Linked DNA regions of Mus musculus: all the other regions are linked to region 1. The links are chromatin contacts, called in public Hi-C, HiChIP or PLAC-seq and Micro-C maps. All regions are on one chromosome and are shown on one strand. Each heading gives the region's core, a stretch centred on a gene start, on an enhancer-like site or on the middle of the called end of the contact. The rest is flanking DNA. Distances are from core to core; before and after follow the strand shown.

Region 1 (2,796 bases), core at 37-2,536:
AGTATTCATTTGCTCAGCCTACCTCAGAAAAGGATAGCAAAGAATTTGGTGAGTGGTGGTTAGACTGCCTGGAGAGCTCTGGCTATTTGCCTGGACTTCAATGGGGAGCAGAACTAGGTAAACAGGAAGGCTGGGGCGGAAGAAGCTGGAACACCTGTGTTGGTCCCGGTCCCGGTCCCGTAGGGAGGAGTTTCAAGGCTGATAAGACGTCCGTTGGTGGGGGGACCTTGAAGCATTCAGTTGTCATGACTCACTGAAGAGTACTCTACTGGTTCTAGAGTGAAAATGTGTGTGTTTTAAGCGACAAGCAATTAATACTAAAGCATATGCTGGGGAGTTAGTGAGCAGACTGTACGCGGTATCTAGTAGCACCAGCCAAACTTGCTGACTGCCAGTGGAGGCAGGCTGGGAAATAACTCAGCACAGCTAAAAGCAAGAGGTCGTCTGCAGCCAAGATTCCTATCGGAGGCAAGAGACGCCTCAGGCTCTGAACAGGTTGTTGAAGGGCTGTGAGGAGGGAGAGACCGGTCCCTGGAGGTAGCCACGAGCCTAGAATTCAGGCAAGCTCAGCAGCGTCTCACCTCCTGCAGGTGTCAGTCGGGTTCGCTTTCCACCAAGTCTTATCTTTTACCATGGCAACGTCCCCAAAAGATTACGGGATCGCTTGCCTCTTAAAAAAAAGAAAAAAAGGTTTCCCGAAAGAACTTACAATAAAATCAAAATGCTTTATTAAAAACAAAAACAAAAACCAGACACGTCGTGTGACACGTTGCATTCACATTGGACGTTTGACCTCTACAGGTCTGTGGTTCCCGGGGATCCCAGGCTGAAGCGCCAAGCCTGGACGGAGAAGTTACCTTACGAAGGCAGATTTTTTTTAACTAAACACACGCACACACCCCTCTGCTCCAACGTCTGGACGTGGTTTCTTTGTCAGGGCTCCGCAAAGAACGCTGACGTGTGGGGTCGCCTCCTTTGAGGGGGGGGGTCTCCGAGCAAGGCAGGGACCGTGGGCGTCCTCCCTGGCTCTCCATCTTGGAGCGGGAGTCTGAGTGCGGCTTTTGCTGAGCCCGGAGGCCGGAGCGGACGCCGCCGAGGGTCCGAGGATCCCCGCCCCGGGCGAGCTGTTCGGAGGAGACCCCCGCCGGCCCCCGCGCGCGCGAGTGCGGGCCCGCCCCGATCCCAGGGTGCACCGCGGCCCGCCCCCTCCCCGCCGTCCCGCCTCCCCTCGGCCCCGGCCCCCTCCCTCCCTCCTTCCCTCCCTCCCTCCCCGCTGCCGGGAGGCGGGGACGCGGCGGCGGCTCGCTTCAGTCGTGTCTCTCTCACTCACTGGGGAACCCGGTGGTGGTGGCGGCAGCTTTCGAGGCAGACGCTGAGGAGGGGAAAGTCGGGACGAGAGAGGACAGCGGGAGCAGCCGGCCGGCGCCAGTCGCCTCAGGTTCCGCCATGAGCTGGGGCACCGAGCTGTGGGTGAGTGTGGGGAGCAGAGCGGCTCGCGCCGTCGGCGGGAGCCCCGGGCTTGGCGCGCCGCGGACTCCGGCGCCTCTTTGTGCCGCGAGAGCCCGCTCGGCTGCGGGCGGGGAGGCGACGGGGCGGCTGCCTGGGGCTCCCTCCGAGGGGCCCGGGCCGCAGCCCTGGACGGCCGCTGCCGTCCCCTCTCCAGCCTCTGCCTGACTTTGCGGACGGGTGCCCGGCCGGGCGCCGCGCCTTTGTACCGCGCGCCCGACGGCGGGGGAGGGAGCCATTGTCCCGAAGGGGCGCCGCTCGGATCCCCGCGCCGCGCGCCTGGGCGACGCCCCAGCTCCAGGTAGGGGGAGCCGGGCGGCTTTGTTCCCAGCCCGGCCTGGGGCCAGCCAGGCCCAACCCACACGCCCATTTCCCTCTCTTGCTGCCTCCTTGCTCGGGACCTAGGGCGCCCGCGACTCCGCGCCGGCCAGCTCCGGTTGCAGCCTCTCTGGGCTGGCGGGTCTGCTTTTGTGACCCGAATTAGGTAGTGGGATCGAGGAAGGGACGCTCATTTTGGCGAAAGGAGCGCGCGGCTTGCCGATCGCTTGATTTCCCTCTCGTTCTTTATTCTCTCTCCTCTCTCTCTCTCTCTCTCTCTCTCTCTCTCTCTCTCTTTCTCTCTCTCTCTCTCTCGTGTGTGTATGTGTGTGTGTGTCTGTCTCTCTCTTTTTTCTCTCTCTCTCTCTTTCTTCCGTGCCTTTCCTGGGCGCTGGAGGCTGCAGACAATACCCAATGTCCGACCAAGGTGCAGGCGGAGGGTTATAGGTCGAGGAATTCGCTCCGGACGCCGTCACCTGAGGGTGGAGGTGTGCATGGCAGTGATTTCTCAGGTGCGGCCGGGAAAATTGGCGGCGTGGGGGCGCTGTCTCGAGCGAGCGCCGCCTGGCCTCTGCCACTCCCCTTTTTATCCCACCTGTGCATATTTTCCGTGCCTTTGTTTGCGAAAATCTCCGGGAATCTCTGTAGCGGGAGAGGAGGGACAAGTTTCGAGTATGTACGCTCACTGGGATTCGAAACAGATCGTTTAGTCGCGAGGCCGAATGTTTTCTCCTTTTCCACGTGCTGTAGATTGGGAATTTTAGAAGTGACACTTAAAAGCTCATCTAGTCACCCACTTAACCCTGCCCCAGGAATCTGTCCTGTAGCACTCTGCAGAAGTGTTTGCCCAGTCTGCAAACATAACCATCAAGACAAAATACCTCAGGAGCCTCTCCACTTGATTGTTCTGATAATGGTGAGCGTCATTTGTAAACGAATCATGTAACATCAGTTAGAATTTCAGGCATTATT
Region 2 (3,107 bases), core at 302-2,801, 500 kb after region 1:
AATAAAATGCCCCACAGGCTTGCCTGTAGCCTGATCTTACGGAGGCATTTTCTCAGGTGAGGCTCCCTCTTCTCCAGTGGCTCTAGCTTGTGTCAAGTTGACATGAAACCAGCCAGTATACAACAGGGGTTTCTGACAGATATTTTGTTTTCCTGTGGTGCTGGGGGCAGAACCCAGGGTGATGGATGGGCCAGGCAAGTGCTCTTCCAATGAGCCCCACCCCTGCCCAGGAGTATCTCAACTCCAGCTCACTTACTGATGAAACAGGATGTTGTGTTGTGGACACATGCCCAGGCTCTGCCGTACTACATCCAGGTTGGTTTCAATGTCTTTTCCCCCAATGAGCACAGTTCCTGACGTCGGTGGCAACAGTCCTGTCAGGATGGACCTGCCGAACACAGGGTTAAGTGGCAGAAGAGATGGTTGTTAGAACTCACCAGGGGATGAGGGTAACCCCATACAGGGTCAGAAGGATGCTTGTAGTGACACCTGCCCTATCTCTCTATCAAACTCAAACCTGATGTAGCTGAGGGGCCCAGAACATTTCCACACAGGGTTTACTTAGCACCAGTGCCTTGCTTCAAGTCCTAGTGCCTAGACCACAAGGGCCTTCTTTCTCTACTTTTTATTTCCAAGTGTTCCTGGGCCAGTATCAAGAGCCTCGGGGATTCCCAGACTCAGACACCCCACCCCATCATCACCCAGCCATCATTGCAGCGGTCAGTTGTAGTGCCCACTGGATGGCCACTGTGGTGGTCAGTTGTGGTGCCCATTATGACTGTCTGTCAGAGTGATATTCACGGATGTGGTCAGCTACAGTGTTCACTGTTGTTTTACTCTGTGGTCAGCGGTAGTGTCCACCGTGAAGGTCTGTCATAGTGGTTGCTCCGTGGCTATTGATGTGGCCAGCCATTGTGGCCACTGTCGTAGTCACAGTTGTGGTCAGTTAAAGGGATTTAGGACCCAGCCCCACTGCTTTGCCTGGGCGTGCAGCCCTTGACAGTGGAGAAGCAGGGTTGGTGACTCTCCAAAGCTCAGTTGATGCCAGTGAGAAGCTGGGCAGCCTGTCTGCTGACTGGCTAACACAAACAAATTCGTTTGGGAATTCCAAATGTAAAAATGTGAACAATGTTGTGATTTCTCTTTTCTTTCTTCAATTATACAAAACATGTCTCCCACCTGCTTGGGTAGTTGTCTAAGTTAAGTGAATCGAACATGCTTGAAAAACAAAACAAAACAAAAACAGGCCCCAGCACAAAGTGAAACTTAAAATGTTATGCTATTCCCAGCATTAGGACAGCGCTTGTGTTCCGACCCCAGTGGAAGTTTAGTTTCTGCACTGAGTGAAGTAATGTGTTTGTCTTCTAGAGGTCCTGGGGTCTCGAATGGAGTTTCCTGTCCTCCCACCACGTGAGTTAGCAAGGAGATAGCCTTAGGATGCCACGCCCAGTTCTGTCCCAAGTTCTGATAAAATCGCATGCTATCTGAACCTGTACTTCGAAGCTGAAATGTTGATCAACCACTAGAGGGAAACAGTACCAAGCCCAATGGCACCAGCCCCGCATTCCATTCCCATTGAAAGGCCCGGGAGCACATTCCGGAGCAGGGTGTACACTGCTGTTCCTTCCCGGGGCTCTGCAAGCCAAGGATTTGATGGCTGCTGTCACATGGCTTGTTGACCCCTACCCCTCCTCCACCGGCCCATCGGCCCATCGGAGGTCTGCACCGGAGCCCTGACTGCCTGTTCTCAGCAGGTGGCGCTCGCACCCCTTCCAGAACTAAAGGATGGATGGAGGAGTCCACCCAGAGCCTCAAAGCTTCCTGCCCTTGGCCTTCTGCCAGGCAGCGAGTCTACTTCACTGTTCTCCCTACACTTTCTCAGAAAGGTAGCCATCCCATCAGAGGTCCCACACCAGCACTAAAGCATCCTAATTATTAATTGGTAGGAAACGGAGTGCTACATAAAAATAGCCCGGGGACATGGGCAGCCACGGCTTTTTATCCTCACCGTGGGAGGTGTGTGTGAGTGTATATGTTTCCACCGAAATTCAGTAAGGAAGAACAGAGTGGAGTTATTGGGGAGAGAGAATGAAGCCGGGGAATGATAGGATGGGAGACAGCCTCTCTGGCAGAGAACTCACAAGGTGGTGGTCTTTCCCGCTCCGTTGTGACCCAGGAACGCCGTGATTTGGTTCTCATAGAAAGTGATGTTCAGACGGTCCACAGCTGGCCGGCCACTGGGCTCAAAAACCTTCACCAGGTTCTTCACACACACACCAGGCACCAGCCCTGGAAGCTCGCGTTCAAAAAAGGAGTCTTGGAGGGAAAAACACATTGTAGAAACACCACATGTTAATGACGCCGTGCTTCATGAACACACTGCTTCCTTCAGACCTGTGCTCTGGCTGTAACTTCACCTGCCCATGTGGCTGCAGCTTTGTGAAGAAGATCAAAACAGGAGTAGTCATAGTTGCACTGGCCATAGATTTCACACTTACTGTGAGTTAGGCACTGTTTCCAATGTTTCCCAACAAATCCCTCACTTCACACATATAGTCCTATAGGTAGATATAACTAGGCTCTTTTCAATAGGTTAGAAAGCCCAAGACTGAGAGACATCAAGTGTTCTATCAAGGCTACATGGTGTACAAGTGGCAAGTATGGGCCCAGGGTCCATACCCATCTGAAATAGCTCCTGTCTATTATTGAGTTAACCCCGAGTTCCGTCTTTGCTTCAAGGCTCAGTCTATCGGATCTTCATAGGTTTCTGGCACCAGCCCTGACTCCTCAAGCCAGGACAACCTACTCTTCCTCATCGTAACTCCTTCCTCCCCATGCTCCGTGCCCTTTCCAGTATCAACCAACCTACTCTCCCCCTCCCCGTGACCCCCCACCCCCCACCACAGCATCTTTTCCGAAGTTCACTTATAGAGTCAAGATTACTGTCAGAGTATTAAGTCTAATTAACTAATGGTCCCTTGCTCTGTCCCCAACTCCCGTTGCATTGTCTGCCTGTGTCTCCTGGCCACAACTAAAGCTGAAATGGAACCTTATCATACCACTCTGGGAGGAGGATCTTCTAGAGTTACTTTAGCCTGCAAACCAGC
Region 3 (3,125 bases), core at 503-3,002, 470 kb after region 1:
TTGAGGAAATCTAACATTTCTTTGGAGGCCTCCCTGGTGACAGGACCCTTGAACAGCACAGCAAACGAGAAATGGTTTGTTTGGTTTTTTTTTCTCCTTCTGTAGTACTTAAGATAATTTCCATTTCTTAATATTTAAACAAGTCAAAAACTCATCCCCAAAGTCTTTACATACCCCGCTCACGTTCATCATCTGGCCAAGGCCACTTAGAAAGCCAACAAGTGCTTCCCCGCTGATGGGGATAGCAGGGAGTTTTCCTCCGATGGAAATTCCTCCATACCTACAAGGCAGTAGGAGAGCCCCTGTCAACGCCATGATGCTTCATGCCCAGTAAGTGCCACCTCAGCTTCCGAAGGGGATGTGGATTTGGGAGGGCTTAGCCTCGCAGGCAAACAACATTGTCCCACCTTGTTCTCCAAATAGTTCTCCTACTCTCTAAATTTAGAAGCAAGCAAAGCCACATTCTAGATTCCACATTTGAGAGAAGGCATACATTTGTCTCTAAATCCAGCTCATTTGGATTAATATGTTACTCTCTGGTTTCATGCCTTTTTCTGAAACGACAGGATTCGATCCTTCTCTGTGGTGGGTGCATAGAACCTCACCCATCACATCTCTGACAGGCACCTAGGTAGGTTCCTTAGCTTGGCTGTTGCAAACAGTGCTGCAGTAAACTTGGATGTGCGAGTATCTACTGTATGTTAACATATGTTCCTTTGGAAATATGTCAGGAGTGGTATAGACCAAACCTGCTCTACTCTTAGCTTTTGGAAAGAATCTCTGCACTGATTTCCGTAGTGGCTCGATGGATATCCCCACCGATGGTGTATAAGGGTTCCTTCTCCCTCTGTATACTCATCAGCAGTTGTAGTCATCTGTCTTCCTCATGACAGCCACTGGCTGCGAGGAGATGGGGTTTAGTGTAGTTATATATATATTTTTTGGGGGGGGGTCATTTTTCTATTTCTTTAAAAAAATACATTATATTTATTTATTTATCCTGGATCATTTTTCTATTTCTTTAAAAAAATACATTATATTTATTTATTTATCCTGGTGGGGGCATACATATATGTGGAGGTCACGAGACACCTGGCAAGAGTCAGGTTTTTGTTTCGTTTTTCTTTTTTTCCTTTTTACAATCAGCTCTTGGTTTTACAATCTGAATCCAGAGGATTGAACTCGGGTCATCAGGCTTGGTAGCAAGGGCCTTAACCTTCTGAGCTATCACATCCCCGTTTTCCAGTTCCCGTGAAGAACGTCATCTGCAGCATGCTGATGGAAATCACCGGTGTTGAGGTAGCCTCCCTAGCACAGCTGTAGCCATTTGCTCCATATCTAGCAGCTACTTCCTATTGTTACTGTAATATGCCCGCCAGTCATGGTCACAGAAAAAGAACTGGACTCAGAGCAGGGGCATGCAGATCACCTACCCTGTTGCAGACCACCTACCCTGTTAGGTTCCGATTATTCTGCGGTTTGTTAATCTTAAGAAATTCCCCATCTGCAGCCGTCACTCATGACCAAGCAAGATAGGGGTTGGCTTGAACTGTTCTGTCTAAATTACTAAGGAAACATGAGAAAAGACCAACCGGTCTACAGCTCCCCCACATCTGCATATGAACTCATTATGGGTTTTGCAGTTTTAGCCTTTATAAGTTGGCCCCGAGAAATGTCCAGCGCACAGCTAGCTTTCAGCTCTAGAGTCTGAGCTGTTCCCTTGGTCACTCAGTCTTTGGATATACGTTCAGTAAACCATCCCTGCTTGACTGAGATTAGTGTTCTTGTGGTTTGCAGGGTGACTTCTGAACCCCAACAATTGGCATGTTGACAGGAGTAATTGTCATGTTGATGGAGGTCATTGTCATGTTGATGGGGATCATTGTCATGATGATAGGGGTCATTGTTATGTTGATGGGGCCCATTGGCATGTTGATGGAGTCATTGTCATGCTGATGGAAGTCATTGTCATGTTGATGGAGATTGTGTTGAATCTGTAGATTGCTTTGAGTGATATCAGTATTTTTCTTGATGTCAATTCTGTTGATCTAAATTCACATTTTGAGATAGTCTTACTATATTGCTCAAGCTAGCCTTGCACTCCTGTACTCAAGTGACTCTCTTGTTTCAGTCTCCCAGTCACTGGAACTAGAAATAAAGGCCACTGTATCCAGATTTAAGCCCATGTTTGCTTGCTTGCTTGGTTTTGTTTTGTTTTTTGTTTTGTTTTTTTGAGACAAGGTTTCTTTGTGTGACAGTCCTGGCTGTCCTGGAACCCACCCCATAGACCAGGCCTCAAACTCACAGAGATCTGCCTGCCTCTGCCTCTTCAGTACTGGGATTAAAGGCATGTGCCACAACAGCCCAGGCTAAGCTGGTTTTTAATTCTTTCCCATTTCTATTCCAAGATGGTGTCTGGACCTTTATCCTGGTGTAACTCCATCTTCTTCATCATTTCCCTTAAAGTCTTGTCCTGTCTATGTCAAACTCTACATGCTTCAGGCTACCTCCAAGTCTCTTTGCTGGCTTTTCTTAAGGTACTCTTCCCTTTTATAAACACCTAGCTAATTCCTGCTCATTTTCCCTGGGTTAGCCCTTTTTGATGTCTTCCTTGACTTTACTGTGGGCCTAACTTGTGATTTCTCTTTTGTGTCTTCTCTGCCCTTTGCAGATAGTTTAGGCACTATCCAATACCACCACTCCTTTCTGTGTCTCTTAGTCCCATGCCTGGCTTAGACAGCCCAACTCTCTTCTGTCTCAACTCTTGTCTGTCTCTCTCTCTCTCTCTCTCTCTCTCTCTCTCTCTCTCTCTTTCTCTCTTTTTTGAGGGGGTATCAAGGCAGGGTTTCTCTATGTTCCTGGAATTCACTTTGTAGAGCAGGCTGGTCTTGAACTCACAGAAATTTGCCTGCCTCTGTCTCCCAGGTGCTAGGACTAAAGGTATGTGCCACCACCACCTGTCAACTCTTGTCATTCTTAACTTGGGTCTCCACCTTTGGGGTTACCTTCTTTCACATAAAGATGAGAAAGTGAGTGTGTCAATGGTTGGCTTATAACTCTGATGCGGGAGGAGACCCCAGTTCTTCAACAGACAAAATTAAGTCCCACCCACTCTAACTAAGTCC
Region 4 (3,017 bases), core at 347-2,846, 370 kb after region 1:
TAACAAGCATGTTGTGTGCAGAGTATTTTCATACCCCATCTTTTCCTTACCACAACTACTTGATGAGAGAATATTACTCAAGGTTAAAGTTATAGCCGGGAAAACAGTCTCAAAGTCAAATAGCTCCTAGGTGTAACTGTTTCTTTTTTAAAATGTTTCCATTTATCTTATTTATTTTTTGAGCCAGGACCTCATCACATGGTAGCCCAGGCTGGCCTCGAATTCTACATTCTATTGCCTTAGCCCACTGAGGCTGCGTATTAGAAGAGCCCACCACCATACCCAGCTTATTACTCCCCACACATAATTGCACATCTGTCTTGTTTTGTTGTTTTAAGTAGTATACATGTTCCATATTATCAATACGCCTCTGCAATGAGTTGCACGGTCCATGGAGAACCACTGGCTCAGGAATGGGCCATTAACACAAATATAACACATTTTAATTCTAGATTAATCTGTCACTTCCAACTACACATTAGGTTTTTTGGGGGCGTGGGGGTTGGGGCTGACACTGGGTAGCCCTAGCTGTCCTGGAGTTCAATATACAAACCAGGCTGACCTCGAACTCAGAGATCCTACTGCTATTGCCTCCCTAGGGGCCGGGATTAAAGGCGTGTACCACCTGCCCCTCTTTAATGGTTTTGAAGCAAATACAATGTTAACATCCAGTAAGTTATTTGTCCCAAATCCAAATTCAGTACAATAGAGAAAGCAATGTCAACAATATCAAAGTTAAACCTATTGTTAGTCCATCTACCAAACACTAAACCTTTATCTTTCCTTTACCTTGGCTAAGGGAGAGGGACGGAAGATGAAGACGCGGGGCTGCAGTGGCTCTGTCCAGCCAGACAGGGGACCCGGTGGCCCTCAAGAGTTGTGCGATCAACTCCGACCGGCGGAGGCGCCCCTCGCCCCGCAGTGGCACCTGCCAAGCCGGGATAGTACCCAGCTCACTTCGGTACCTCCGAAGCGGGTCGAGCTCCGGAGAGCCCTGCTTGTCCCCACTTCGAGGAGACCCTCGGCCCCCACCGTGCTCACCTCCTCGCTGTGCGTGGACGGGCACTTTTTTCGCAGGCGGCCCCAGTTGAGCAGGTTCCCGGTCTGCAGGTGCAGGGTGCTGGCCCGCGCCAGGAGCGCCCCGGCCGCGCGGCTGTCGGTGCCCATGGCAGCTGCCGCCGGAGGGGACCGGGTAGCGCCGGAGCCGCGGAGAGATGGCGAGCGGGCGGGCAGGCGGGCGGGCGAGTGGGCAGACGGCTGCCTCGCAGGGCGCGGCGGTGCCCCAGGCCCCAGAGGAGAGCGCGAGGCTGCCGACTCCGCGCGGCCACAGCCCGGTGTGCGCTCGGGCCCGAGGAGGCCGGGCGGCGACGGAGAGGCGGTCCCGGAGGGAGGGAAGGAAGGGAGGGAGGCGCCGGCGCGGACGGTCGCTGCGGCTTCTGCGGCCGCCACCGCCGCCGCCGCTGAAACGAGGGAGCTGTTTCCTGGAAGACAATGACTAAGCAGAAACCTCACCCGAGAAAGTGCTTCGTAACCGTTACTCGTCCCGCGGCGGGCCAGGGGCGGGGCGCAGGCCCGCGGGTGACTGGCCCTCGGCCTGCGGCGGGCGTGGCGCCGGGCGGCCGGGAGCGGGCGGCGCCGCGGGGGAGAACAGCGCGCGGACGTGCGCCCCCTGCCGGCCAGAGCGCGGCGCGCGGCCTACGCCGCCAGCGCCTCGTGAGAGTTGACGGTGCGCCCGGGAGCGCCGCTCAGCCAATGGCCGCCCGCGCTGCGGCCCTGGACACGCCCTCTTCGAGAGGACCGCCGGAGGTCCATCCTCCCAGGCCTTGAGAGCGTGCCTGCTTCTGTGTCTAAGGAGCTGATGCGATGGCGCGAGTGTCTCATTGCCCGCGCCCCGCTCTGTTTTTTAAATTTATTTTTATTTTTTCCTTTTGCTTTGCTTTGCCCAAGAGTCTTTCCCCCAAACTGATCATTCTTCTTCCAGCGTGTTGATTTACCTATTTGCTGGTGCTGTATGAAACCAGAGAGTACAACTTTAATTTTCCCCTTTCAGAAGCCTAATCCTTCGAGAGAAAGGCCTCAGCCCATGAAACATTAAACAATAAAAATACCACGGGGCAGTTAGTTTCCAGGTCAGTTAAGCATAAGGAACAGATGGTAACAGAGAACGTTTTATGATTCACACTTTTACAAGTTGTTCGTGATTCTTCCCCATTCCCACTGGAGATGGCTGGGTATAATAGCAAACTGACCGTTTATTAAAGTTTTACCCAGGAAACAAACTTTTTAACAAACCAGTCAGGTATGTTAGAGCCAGGTGAGATTTTCATTATAAGGCGGCAAAATCTTTTCAAAAGAAACATGAATCTGAGTTGGTAAACTACTAAGAAATAGGAAAGGCTGGAAGATCGTTCCAGAAAAAGTGAGGCTGGTGTTGGGTACATCTTTGTGCACATCCAATGAGCAAGAATCCATGGAGAAGAGGTTTCCCAGGAGCAGCCCCTCACATGGCCTTACTTAAATATAAACAATTGATTCTTCTGATGAATTTTTTATGGTCATTGTTAGACTTTTGATTATATTCTCTTAAAAGTCCATGTAAATATTTGGTTAAAACTTAGTGGTCGCCGGGTGGTGGTGGCACACGCCTTTAATCCCAGCACTTGGGAGGCAGAGGCAGGTGAATCTGTGAATTCATGGCCAGCCTGGTCTACATAGAGAGTCCCAGGACAGCCAGAGCTAGGTAGAGAGACTCTGTCTCAAAACAAACATACAAAAATATTGTTTATTTGTGTGTATGTGTGTTTTCTTCCATGAGTTTATGGGCACCGTTCAGGGCCCCTGGAGGCCACAGGACATCAGATCTGCCGTTGGGTAGGTAGTTGTGATGAGTTACTAAGAGAAGGTATGGTGAGTCCTTAGTTCAGTACTTGGCTTATAATAAATGTTCAGTAAGTGAGAACTACTATTTATGGTGCTGGGGTCGAAGGCTTACACATGCGTTCTGACAGTGGGCATCC
Region 5 (2,975 bases), core at 190-2,689, 420 kb after region 1:
GGCCTTGTTTGGGGCTGTCAATTAACCTGAAGATCTGGGTGAGTGTTCCTGGCAACACATCTCTCTGGGTAGGAAGGCATGTAGGTTAAGAGTCTCTTGGGAAAAAAACAAACAACAAACAACAACAACAGCAACAACAAAACAATCCCAGCCTCCTCTCTCTGACTTGCTATTGATCATTTACAAAGCGGCCACCACCCTTCTTGCTGCTCTGACTGACCATAAACAGTTCTTTTTTTCTCCGTTGCTTTCTTGAAATGAAGTCGAATCATGTAATGGCAGGCCAGTGAATTCGTTGGTGTGAAGCCATAGTAACACTCATAAGGCTTCAAGCCTTTCTGGGGTCTGCAAGAGCCCTGAGAGGAAACATCTCTCTGACCTTGCCCTAAGCACCACCTCCTGTTTTATTTATCAGACCTTTGGATCTTAGCTGGACAAAGCCTATGCCTGCCCTCTCTGAGTTGGCCGAATCTGCTCCCAGAGGCACGGGCATTCTTAGTTAACTCCAAGAGTCTCAAGTCTCTCAAAGCTTTTGTGGATCTTTTTGTCTTGTTCTTCCATCTTGGCCTGTATCTTCTTGTCTTTTCACATCATGCAAAGGTCAACCGAGACAATGCATACTCCATGGATTTCTGGTGGAATTATGATGTCTCGGGACCCCATGAAAGCAGATGTACCTGCCCTTGGTACCCGGTTCAGTATCATTTCAGCTTTGTTATTCATCCTACCCTACCCAGCCAGTCCCAATGTTTGTTTCTTCCCAGCTTTGTGAGCGCTGCCACTGTTCCAGCCTCCCCGCTCCCTTGCTGTTGAAGGAATGCCATGCTTTTGTGCAGAGCCTGACTAGTAAGCACATGTAGTGTTGGCCCTCCTTCAATTGCTGCCTGTTTCTGCCATTCTTTCTCATTAAAGGAGAGTAAAGTGTGAATGTGGGCTGGAGACAGGCCTGGGGCTGTTAGGACCTGAGTCTGACCGTGGCTCTGGCATTAAGTTTCCTTTTGCCCTCAGGTTAGTGAGTGTGTGTGTGTGTGTGTGTGTGTGTGTGTGCATATTTTTGCTGGTTCTAATTAGTAGCTTATATTGTTTCTTGAGAGCATGTTAAATATTGCTGAAAATGCTAACTATTGAAAAAAAATCCTTAACCATATAGATGTGTTCTTTGGCAATTTCCAAATCCTTTTGTCTTTACCTGGTTTTGTAACGGCCAGGGCCAGCTATCTCCATTTACATTTGTCTGAGCACCTTCAACTAGCCAACTCACTTTTCCATAGCAAAATAGGATCATCAGGCACAGACATTCATTTATGGTGGCTGTTTGAACAATTCACCAGAAAATCCAAGAATGTGGTTATGAAAGCCAAGGCCTGTTGCCAAAGGGTGATTGTATATGTGTGCACTGCTGGTAGATCACGTGCTACGTTATGCAACATCTGACCGTTGATCCTTGGATGCCATCCAAAGAGTAGTTGGACGCCTAGAGAGCTGCTTATAGCTTTGGTGGGTACTAGACGCGTTTCCATTCTGTTTGTAAACAGTCTCTCTGCTGATATATCTGACAAGGCCCAGCTGGTCATCAGACCTGGTGATCTTGCTTATAGTGTCCAGGCAAAGTTCTCTAAACGGGCCAGGGAGGAGCCAGCTCCAAGTGTGCACTAGGAACGCTGGATGTTCCCAAGATCTCTATGGTATGCTGTAGGGCAGTGTGTTTTGAATGCAGCAACTTCAGCTTGCTCTGTTGGACTTGAACAAGCTAGGCAGCTCATTAAGAAAAAAAAAAAAAACCTTAGACATGTTACATTTAAGAGCATCACTTTGTGCAGAATGAAAGATCCATTTGTTATCAGATATCTCTCGGGATAAAGGCAGTTTGGAGAGTTCTACTCAACAATTTGGCAGGAAACAGAAGTGACATATAGAAAGATCCTGCTTGGAATCTTGTCAGCAGCTGATTTATTGGTTTGCATTCTATGATGGTTCATCTGCTATGATTGGCCAAGACTTAGCTACTTGTTAAAGAATGTATTCTCAAATTAGGTTACAGTTTGTCTGGGTATTTCTAAGTTATATTTTGCTACATGAGAAGGCAGCTTTGGGATAAGGGCAATGTGTCATTTGCTCCTCGGTTTTGAGAGACTGGTCAAAACCCTGTGCATCAGCACCAGTTTCTCTCAATTGTCAGAATGAATTCATTTGATTTCAGGATGGGGTATACATGGATTTATAATACCAAATTAATGATTCTATATGTTTTCTTCACATTTTTCCTATTTTTGTTCGTTTGGTCTTTTTTCAAGATAGAGTTTCTCTGTGTAGCCCCAGCTGTCCTGGAACTAACTCTCTCTCTCTCTCTCTCTCTCTCTCTCTCTCTCTCTCTCTCTCTCTCTCTCCTGTAGACCAGATGGACTCAAACTCACAGAGATCTGCCTGCCTCTGCCTCCCAAGTGCTGGGATTAAAGGCATACATCACCACGTCCAGTCATATTTTTTACCATCTTAATCATACAGACCATTATTTAACAAAGGATGGTGGTATACAAATCTTCAAGATTCTCAAGCTTGAATATAACATATCAGGGAGGCTGAGACAGGAGGATTGCCTCAAGGTGGAGGCCAGCTGGGGCTATATAGTGGGTTCCAGGACAACCTAAGCTACATAGTAAAATTCTATCTCACAGCATCTGCAAAACAACCAAAGTAAAATAAAGTAAAAATGAAGACTATTCCCCTACTGACGGAGTCTAACACACCTTCTTCTTTTCAAGGTTGGTACTAGTTTTGACTGTGGACAGCTGTGTGCTCTGATTATGGCAAATGCAATCATACACACAAACTGGCACTTTAGTCAGTGATAGGCCATGTATATGATGGTCTGGGAAGACTAGACTGGAGCTGGAAAACCCTTGGCACCCAGTGATCTCATAGTAAGTCTAAGATTGCAGCAGAAAACATTACTTACATATTTATGGTGATGCTGC
Region 6 (2,795 bases), core at 291-2,790, 360 kb before region 1:
ATCAGAAAGAGGTATGCTGGTACTAGGAAGTGCTGGGCTTCACCTAGATGATCTAGTGTATTCTCTGACACACCAAAGCTACTCCCTTGTAGGAACCCTTAACCAATGTGGTGAAGATGGTTCCTTCATAATTTAGGTCTGCTCACCCAGGGACTGTTTGAATCTAACCCCCAACATTCACCTCACATCGAGGAACAGTAATTCTGAGTTAATACAACCACACTGTGACCTTCCTAACTACCATTTTTTTTTTTTCCTGGGGGAACAAGGCGTTCAGATCTTGTTACGTCAAGAGTAGGACATTAACATAACTAAACCTGGACTGCTTGTTCCTTGGTCTATTTTTAAGACATATTTAAGGCACTCATGTAAAATACATCCGAGAATACACAATATAGCTGAAGGGGAAAGAGGTGACAGAAGATATATTAAACAACACCTCAAAACAGAGTGCACCCGAGAGGAAACAGTATGGTGCCAATTCTTTACATTTCTAAGAGCTGGTTTCTCCGGCTCCTTCCCGTCGAGGTTTTAATGTTAATGTTGAGGACGGCGTCTATGGCTTCATGTTACTTCTTTTATGTGGTACATAATAAATTCTCACTGATCCCGGGTCAAACACAATAACCTCACTGCATGTCACCCACCAACCTGCAGGGTCTCCCTCATGCGATTTCTTCAGGTAAACTGGAGTCCCCTTTGAGTTTATCTAAGTCAACTTTTATGACTCACGCCAGCTTTGGAAATGTCTTCCAAACCTACATCTACCTTTTTGAGTCATCTTAATCATCAGCCAGGTTTTTTTTTCCCCCCTTTGTTTTGTTTTTCCTTTTAATTATCATCCCAAATAAAAGTTTCCCAGACAAAGGCTAGTCTGGTTCGCAGCAGCAGCAGCTTGCAACTCAAAACCTGCTCCACATCGCGGAGAGGATGCTGCCAAAATTTCTGACAAATACTAACTGGGTCAGCGCGGTTATGAAGACGTTCGTTTTATTAGTGGTCACGAAAGCCCCACTTAGGGAAAATACATTCGCGCCAAAGGACACCATTCAACTGCAAACAGACCGTACCGACTCCCTAAGGGGACCGCCGGGGTGCCGACCCAGCAATGGCTGAAACCCACAGAACCCCGGCTCAGATCCCCGCGCATCCGCACTCAGGCTGCAAAGCCGCCAACCAAGGCGGACGACGGCGGGACGCCCGCGTCTGCCGTGGAAATCCGCCGCAGTCCCCAGCCCACCACGCAGCCGCTCGCCGATCCGCCACGTCCCGTCTCACAGCCCGCCCCGCGCGCCACCCCCGCGTCGGGGCAGAAGCCCGAGCCCTGCTCTCGCGGGATCTCGCGCCTCACACAAGCCCTCGGAAAGGGAGCATCACCCGCGGGAAAGCCGGGAACTCACGTGCGGGGGCGGGGCGGGGCGGGGCGAGACGAGGAGGCGGGCCCGGCGCAAGGGGGCGGGGCGTCCTGACGCGGGGGAAGGCGGGGTCCAGAGACCTGTTGATCGCAGGTGTCACTGCCCAGACCGGCCCCTGGGTCTTGGGCGTGCGCGCATGCTCTGCGCGGGTCTGGCGGCTGAAAGCGGCGGTGTGGCCGTCTGTCCCTGTGCGTGTCGCTTTGCCTGTCACGACGTTGTGGGTGTCGGCGCGAGGCGGAGCCGGGCCAGTGGGACTGGAAGGGCTACGGCGCCGGGAGGTAGAGCTTGGGGTGAGTCGCGGGAGCCCCCGCTGGGCAGAGGGCGGAGGACTCTCGGTCCCCACGGCCTGGCCCCGCTCGGGCGCGCTAACCCGGGTGGCCGCAGGCTGAGGGCGGGATTGGGCCGGGTCGGGATGCGCTGGCCAGGCTCCTGCGGTTCCCGGTGCAGCCCCACAGCTGCCGGAGCACTGAGCCTTCACCAGGGCTCCAGCGTGATTGGCGTTCCTCCTTGGCGGAGCAGACTGGATTGGATGTGATAGAATCTTGGCTTGGTTGGTTTCTCAGTAGCTGGACAGACGGACGGAGTTAATGTTTAGCTTCTAAACGGCGGTTTACGGTACAATTACCAAACTACTCGCCGGCGGCGCGGGGGAACAGGAAGTGCCTGCGCAGGTGTAACCGGGAGGATGTGAAGCCCTGCAATCTGAGCCTGTTTTGAGGTTTTGTTATTCTCCTGGGGTTTGTTTTCTCCGTGCAGATCCCGATAAATGCTTGCAAAAACGTACTGCACGTCCTTATCTGCTTGCGGTCTTCCATAGCTGGAAACATATTCTTTCCTCCAAATATATTTTCAAGGCTACTTTTGAGGTACATGGGCAGTAAACCTAAGTTCTCTGTGGTGAGCCCTGGAGCTTGTTTAAGACCAGGCACGCTGATTTTCACCTTTAAAAGGTGGAGCCAGTGCTGACACGAAGTTATGATAGAATGGATTGGTGACATTGATAACTTGTCAGTTTTATTTTCTGTTGTTTTCAATTCTGTGTCGATGATGGTCGAGGCAGAGATCCCTCATCCTATTCTGTTAAAGAAAAAAGGAAAAAAAAAATAGTGAAGAAAGGGTCTTCAAAAGTAATGTGTGATTTATCTGCTATTGTCAGAAGAATTCCTAATAGATTTTCTGCGGGCAAGAGTTGTATGGAAAATAAGGTTTTTGACTTATCTTTTAGAGACTTTTAAAGTGAGCTCCTTTGGACAACTTGCTATAAACTTACAGAAGTGATTTGTTTAGTTTGTAAATCGAATCAATGTATTAAGTATTTTTCCCAAAGGATAAAAAACAAGAGACCCTCCAAACAAGCCTTTTCCTTAGGATTTTTTTTTT
Region 7 (3,056 bases), core at 93-2,592, 480 kb before region 1:
CCCCCCCCCGAGAGAATTCAAAGAAATTTCCTGTTAGATAGTTGGGTAATTCAAAACCCATCACTTTGGGCATCCTAACAGTACTACTAAGCAGAATTATAATGCGAGACTCGCCAGCTTCCAGTGTTTCAAAGAAGACGAGTAGTTATCACTGGGACCTGTGAGGGTGACACTTCCAGCTGAGGCAGCAGCCACCCTAGATGTACCTGGGGTGGGGGGATCAACCCTTCCTGCTATGCAGACCCCATTGGAAGATTCCCCCAAGACAGACAACCCTCCCTGTCTTAGGCTTATAATTGCTGTGAAGAAACACCATGTCCAAAAGCGAGCTGGGGAGAAGAGGGTTCATCTGGCTTACCCATTCACATTCTTGTCTGTCATTGAAGGAGGTCAGGACAGGAATTCAAATAGAGCAGCAGCTGATGCAGAGGCCATGGAGGGATGTTACTTACTGCCTTGCTCCTCGGGGCTTGCTCAGCCTGCTTTCTTATAGAACCCAGGACCACCAGCCCAGGGGTGGCACCACCCACATTGGACTGAACTCTCTCATCAAGAACTCGTTAAGAAAATGCCCTACAGACTTGCCTGTAGCTCAGCCTCCTGGAGGCCCTTTGTTTTTTTTTTTTTTTTTTTCAATGGAGGCTCCATCTCCTCAGATGTCTCTAGTCTGTGTCAAGTTCATAAAATTAGCCAGCACAGTCCCTGTCAAATACTTCCAAGCAACCGTAGACCACACCTTACATTTCAGACAAGTGTGCTGAACAGACTCCATCAAACAAATTCCCAGCCCTTGTAGGCTGGTATGTGCCAGACTGTGCTCACTGCTACCAGGACCGTAGAGGACCAAGAGAAAACGGAGATCCGTGAGAAAGAACAAAAGAAAACCCTCAAATTTAGTGACAATAATACCGAGTGACAAAAATTCCCGCAAAATTAGGAATTAAGAAGCTGTGATTTGGGGACAGGGCATTGCTCAACAGTACAGTGCTTGCCCAGAAAATATGAGGTTCCAGGATCCATCCCTGATGCTGGGGAGGAAAAAGGGACTGGTTTGATTTGGTATGATCAAAAGATAATCACCTCTTAAGTAAATTCCATGTGGGATTACCCGAGATGATGCAAATACTCTCTCAGCACACAGAGGTGCACACACACACACACACACACACACACACACGCACACAAACCCTTTTATTTTTGAGATAGAGTCTCACTGTGTGTTCCTGCCCTGACAACACCCACTGACCCATTCATTCACTGCACCTCACTGTCCCCAGGCCTGCTGCAACTCCCTCTGGGGACAAAGGGTCAATGACCCGACCTGTTTTGCAGTACTTGATCTTGCCTAAGAGGTATGGTTGCTTTCCAAAGCCAGACTGAAATCTAGGTCTCCACAGAGCAAGCGCCCAGGGCCTGGGAAGGCATAGACACAAGCCTCAGAAGCCATGCAGGGAGGGACGTCAACATGACCACCTCCGCCCAGGGAATTTTTGTGGATTTTCTGGTACTTCTAGAATGTCTATGAGTCAGAAGCAGAAGTCGGAGCTCAGAAGACTCGACCTTTAAAAAAGAATCACAAATCAAAACAAGCTTGGATTTGGAATTTTGTTTCGGATATAATGAAACAGAAATGGCTTAGATTTTCATGTGTGACGTCTAGTCATAGCTAAAGACAAAACACAACTGGGCCCCAAACAGCCAAACCCCAAAAGCCACAACTGGGTCTTGAATTGGTTTACCCTTGGTCATTTTTCCCCAGTGTGTTTCAAATGTATAAATGCCGTCAACAACTGCTCACTCCAGAATAAGATCCACTATTGAGTAACCTGGATACCCCAGGTGTCAGTCTAAGGCATGAATCTGCCATTTTGAGTTTTCTTTTCTTTTTTTTTTTCCCACACTTAGCACCCAAGGATGAATACCTGACCTGCTTGTCAATGTTTGGATATGGCTAACTAATTCTTCACGGCAGCCTAGTATGAGCTCCATCGACGCTGGAATCTGAATTAGGAAAGTCTTGCTGAAAGCCAGCATAATGGTGCAATGGTGAAGGCAGTAAGATTAGGAGTTAAAGGTCTCCCTCAGCTATAGACGAATTTGGAGGCTAGCCTGGGCTTCATGAGTGCCCCCCCCCCCCCCCCCCCCCCCGCATCTCAAACCAAAGCAAGTCAGGAACTAAGTATGAGATACAGGATAAGCCACCATGCCCGTATGTCTTTCTTGTGTTTTATTACATCGTTTTCCAACTTTCATTTCCATGGGAGTAAAGATTGGCATGGCCTTACCTTGGATACTTATTTATTAGATCTGGGTGGGAGCCAGGAATTTGTCATCTGATACTTGTTTGTTTGTGCACCTCATTTTATAAAACGCATTTCTAACACCTGTCTAACAGTCCTTTAAGACTCTTAATAGTTTGTAGGCTCCCCTCATCAAAGACAACCAAACCACGCAGGGCTGTGGGCCTGCTCGGACTCTGTGAGGTGTTAAAGCAAACGTGATTACGCCTAGCGTCCACCAGGTGGCAGCAGACTCTTCTCCCTCGTAGAGCTTCCCAGACCGCCATTCCAAAGTTTGTGGCTCAGCAACTGACTTCCAGTATTGTCCTTGTTGTTTTATTAAAGATAGGAGAAGCCTCAAGATCTGATTTTGTCAGATCAGTCACTACACATCAAGGGTGAGATAAATATTTTTCAGAAGCAGAATTATAGTTTTATCACTTAAGACAGTCTTGAGCGCTTCAGCATCTTTGTAACTCTCAGAGAAGGGATTGTCAAAGAAAAGCTGCCCTTGGTTTGGGGACCTAGACCTGCTAACTCCAATCAAAAGTGGTTTTTAAAGTGACTAACTTAAAATTTGAAATCTCTCTGGAAGTGAGATTTCAAAACATTCTTATTGATCTAAATCAAAGAATTCTGAAGCATTTTGAATGTTAATTAGCCATACTTCCCTTCCTTCTTTTTATCAGGTTTCTTTGAAACAGAGTTCAGGCCAACCTAGACTATGAAGTAAGATTCCCTAATTCTTCTCTCATTCTCATCTCAGAGAGAGAGAGA

Evidence for each region. A called contact is a pair of places that touch in the nucleus more often than the background predicts. HiChIP or PLAC-seq counts read pairs in DNA pulled down with a chosen protein or histone mark.
Region 2: a contact with region 1 is called in a Hi-C map of cerebral cortex, with 2.6 times the contacts expected there. The contact joins the enhancer-like site here to the promoter of Fnbp1l in region 1. A contact is called at or near these places in 4 of 484 Hi-C or Micro-C datasets (cerebral cortex, cortical neurons, embryonic stem cells and 1 more), 5 of 115 datasets of contacts at active chromatin or transcription factors (the NIH/3T3 cell line, astrocytes, embryonic basal ganglia and 2 more) and 1 of 9 other capture datasets (embryonic stem cells).
Region 3: an H3K27ac HiChIP or PLAC-seq map of embryonic stem cells shows a contact between it and region 1, with 3 times the contacts expected there. The contact joins the enhancer-like site here to the promoter of Fnbp1l in region 1. A contact is called at or near these places in 1 of 484 Hi-C or Micro-C datasets (stem cell-derived neural stem cells) and 9 of 115 datasets of contacts at active chromatin or transcription factors (the NIH/3T3 cell line, craniofacial prominence, embryonic stem cells and 3 more).
Region 4: a contact with region 1 is called in a Micro-C map of embryonic stem cells, with 6 times the contacts expected there. The contact joins the promoter of Gclm here to the promoter of Fnbp1l in region 1. A contact is called at or near these places in 4 of 39 promoter capture datasets (the 3T3-L1 cell line, the HPC-7 cell line, liver and 1 more), 3 of 484 Hi-C or Micro-C datasets (all in embryonic stem cells), 19 of 115 datasets of contacts at active chromatin or transcription factors (the 230-238 cell line, the NIH/3T3 cell line, astrocytes and 12 more) and 4 of 9 other capture datasets (adipose tissue, embryonic stem cells, liver and 1 more).
Region 5: a contact with region 1 is called in an HNF4G HiChIP or PLAC-seq map of pancreatic cancer cells. The contact joins the enhancer-like site here to the promoter of Fnbp1l in region 1. A contact is called at or near these places in 1 of 39 promoter capture datasets (cranial neural crest), 3 of 484 Hi-C or Micro-C datasets (granulocyte-monocyte progenitors, liver and pancreatic cancer cells) and 8 of 115 datasets of contacts at active chromatin or transcription factors (bone marrow-derived macrophages, embryonic limb bud, embryonic stem cells and 2 more).
Region 6: a Micro-C map of embryonic stem cells shows a contact between it and region 1, with 6 times the contacts expected there. The contact joins the promoter of Usp53 here to the promoter of Fnbp1l in region 1. A contact is called at or near these places in 4 of 484 Hi-C or Micro-C datasets (all in embryonic stem cells), 4 of 115 datasets of contacts at active chromatin or transcription factors (embryonic stem cells and stem cell-derived epiblast-like cells) and 1 of 9 other capture datasets (liver).
Region 7: a Hi-C map of olfactory sensory neurons shows a contact between it and region 1, with 3 times the contacts expected there. The contact joins the enhancer-like site here to the promoter of Fnbp1l in region 1. A contact is called at or near these places in 2 of 484 Hi-C or Micro-C datasets (group 2 innate lymphoid cells and olfactory sensory neurons) and 3 of 115 datasets of contacts at active chromatin or transcription factors (embryonic stem cells and stem cell-derived neural progenitor cells).

The regions. Positions count from the first base shown.
Region 1 is chr3:122,618,204-122,620,999 of GRCm38.p6, reverse strand. It overlaps Fnbp1l (formin binding protein 1-like), which reads left to right and starts at 1,286. Exons shown (of 14, transcript NM_153118.3): 1 at 1,286-1,470. The coding sequence starts at 1,447.
Region 2 is chr3:122,120,840-122,123,946 of GRCm38.p6, reverse strand. It overlaps Abca4 (ATP-binding cassette, sub-family A (ABC1), member 4), which reads right to left. Exons shown (of 50, transcript NM_007378.1): 19 at 2,142-2,316; 20 at 257-388. The region is part of intron 2 of Gm40138 (a long non-coding RNA gene); the gene reads left to right. Among named protein-coding and RNA genes, the nearest start is that of Gm40138, 4.0 kb to the left of the region's middle. Within about 2 kb of position 1,551, at least 175 of the 459 cell types and tissues checked have an H3K27ac peak or open chromatin away from gene starts, as enhancers often do. A contact at or near this core is called in the NIH/3T3 cell line, astrocytes, cerebral cortex and 2 more, where this site is marked.
Region 3 is chr3:122,144,353-122,147,477 of GRCm38.p6, reverse strand. Abca4 (ATP-binding cassette, sub-family A (ABC1), member 4) reads right to left here. Exons shown (of 50, transcript NM_007378.1): 33 at 175-280; 34 at 1-47. Among named protein-coding and RNA genes, the nearest start is that of Gm40138, 19 kb to the right of the region's middle. Within about 2 kb of position 1,752, at least 6 of the 459 cell types and tissues checked have an H3K27ac peak or open chromatin away from gene starts, as enhancers often do. A contact at or near this core is called in embryonic stem cells, where this site is marked.
Region 4 is chr3:122,244,136-122,247,152 of GRCm38.p6, reverse strand. It overlaps Gclm (glutamate-cysteine ligase, modifier subunit), which reads right to left and starts at 1,596. Exons shown (of 7, transcript NM_008129.4): 1 at 1,042-1,596. The coding sequence starts at 1,167. It overlaps Gm46822 (a long non-coding RNA gene), which reads left to right and starts at 2,781. Exons shown (of 6, transcript XR_001783970.1): 1 at 2,781-3,017.
Region 5 is chr3:122,197,690-122,200,664 of GRCm38.p6, reverse strand. The region is part of intron 5 of Gm46822 (a long non-coding RNA gene); the gene reads left to right. Among named protein-coding and RNA genes, the nearest start is that of Gm40137, 12 kb to the left of the region's middle. Within about 2 kb of position 1,439, at least 83 of the 459 cell types and tissues checked have an H3K27ac peak or open chromatin away from gene starts, as enhancers often do. A contact at or near this core is called in bone marrow-derived macrophages, granulocyte-monocyte progenitors, liver and 1 more, where this site is marked.
Region 6 is chr3:122,983,192-122,985,986 of GRCm38.p6, reverse strand. Usp53 (ubiquitin specific peptidase 53) reads left to right here and starts at 1,540. Exons shown (of 16, transcript NM_133857.3): 1 at 1,540-1,705.
Region 7 is chr3:123,102,862-123,105,917 of GRCm38.p6, reverse strand. All of the region lies in intron 4 of Synpo2 (synaptopodin 2), which reads left to right. Among named protein-coding and RNA genes, the nearest start is that of Myoz2, 69 kb to the right of the region's middle. Within about 2 kb of position 1,342, at least 45 of the 459 cell types and tissues checked have an H3K27ac peak or open chromatin away from gene starts, as enhancers often do. A contact at or near this core is called in olfactory sensory neurons, where this site is marked.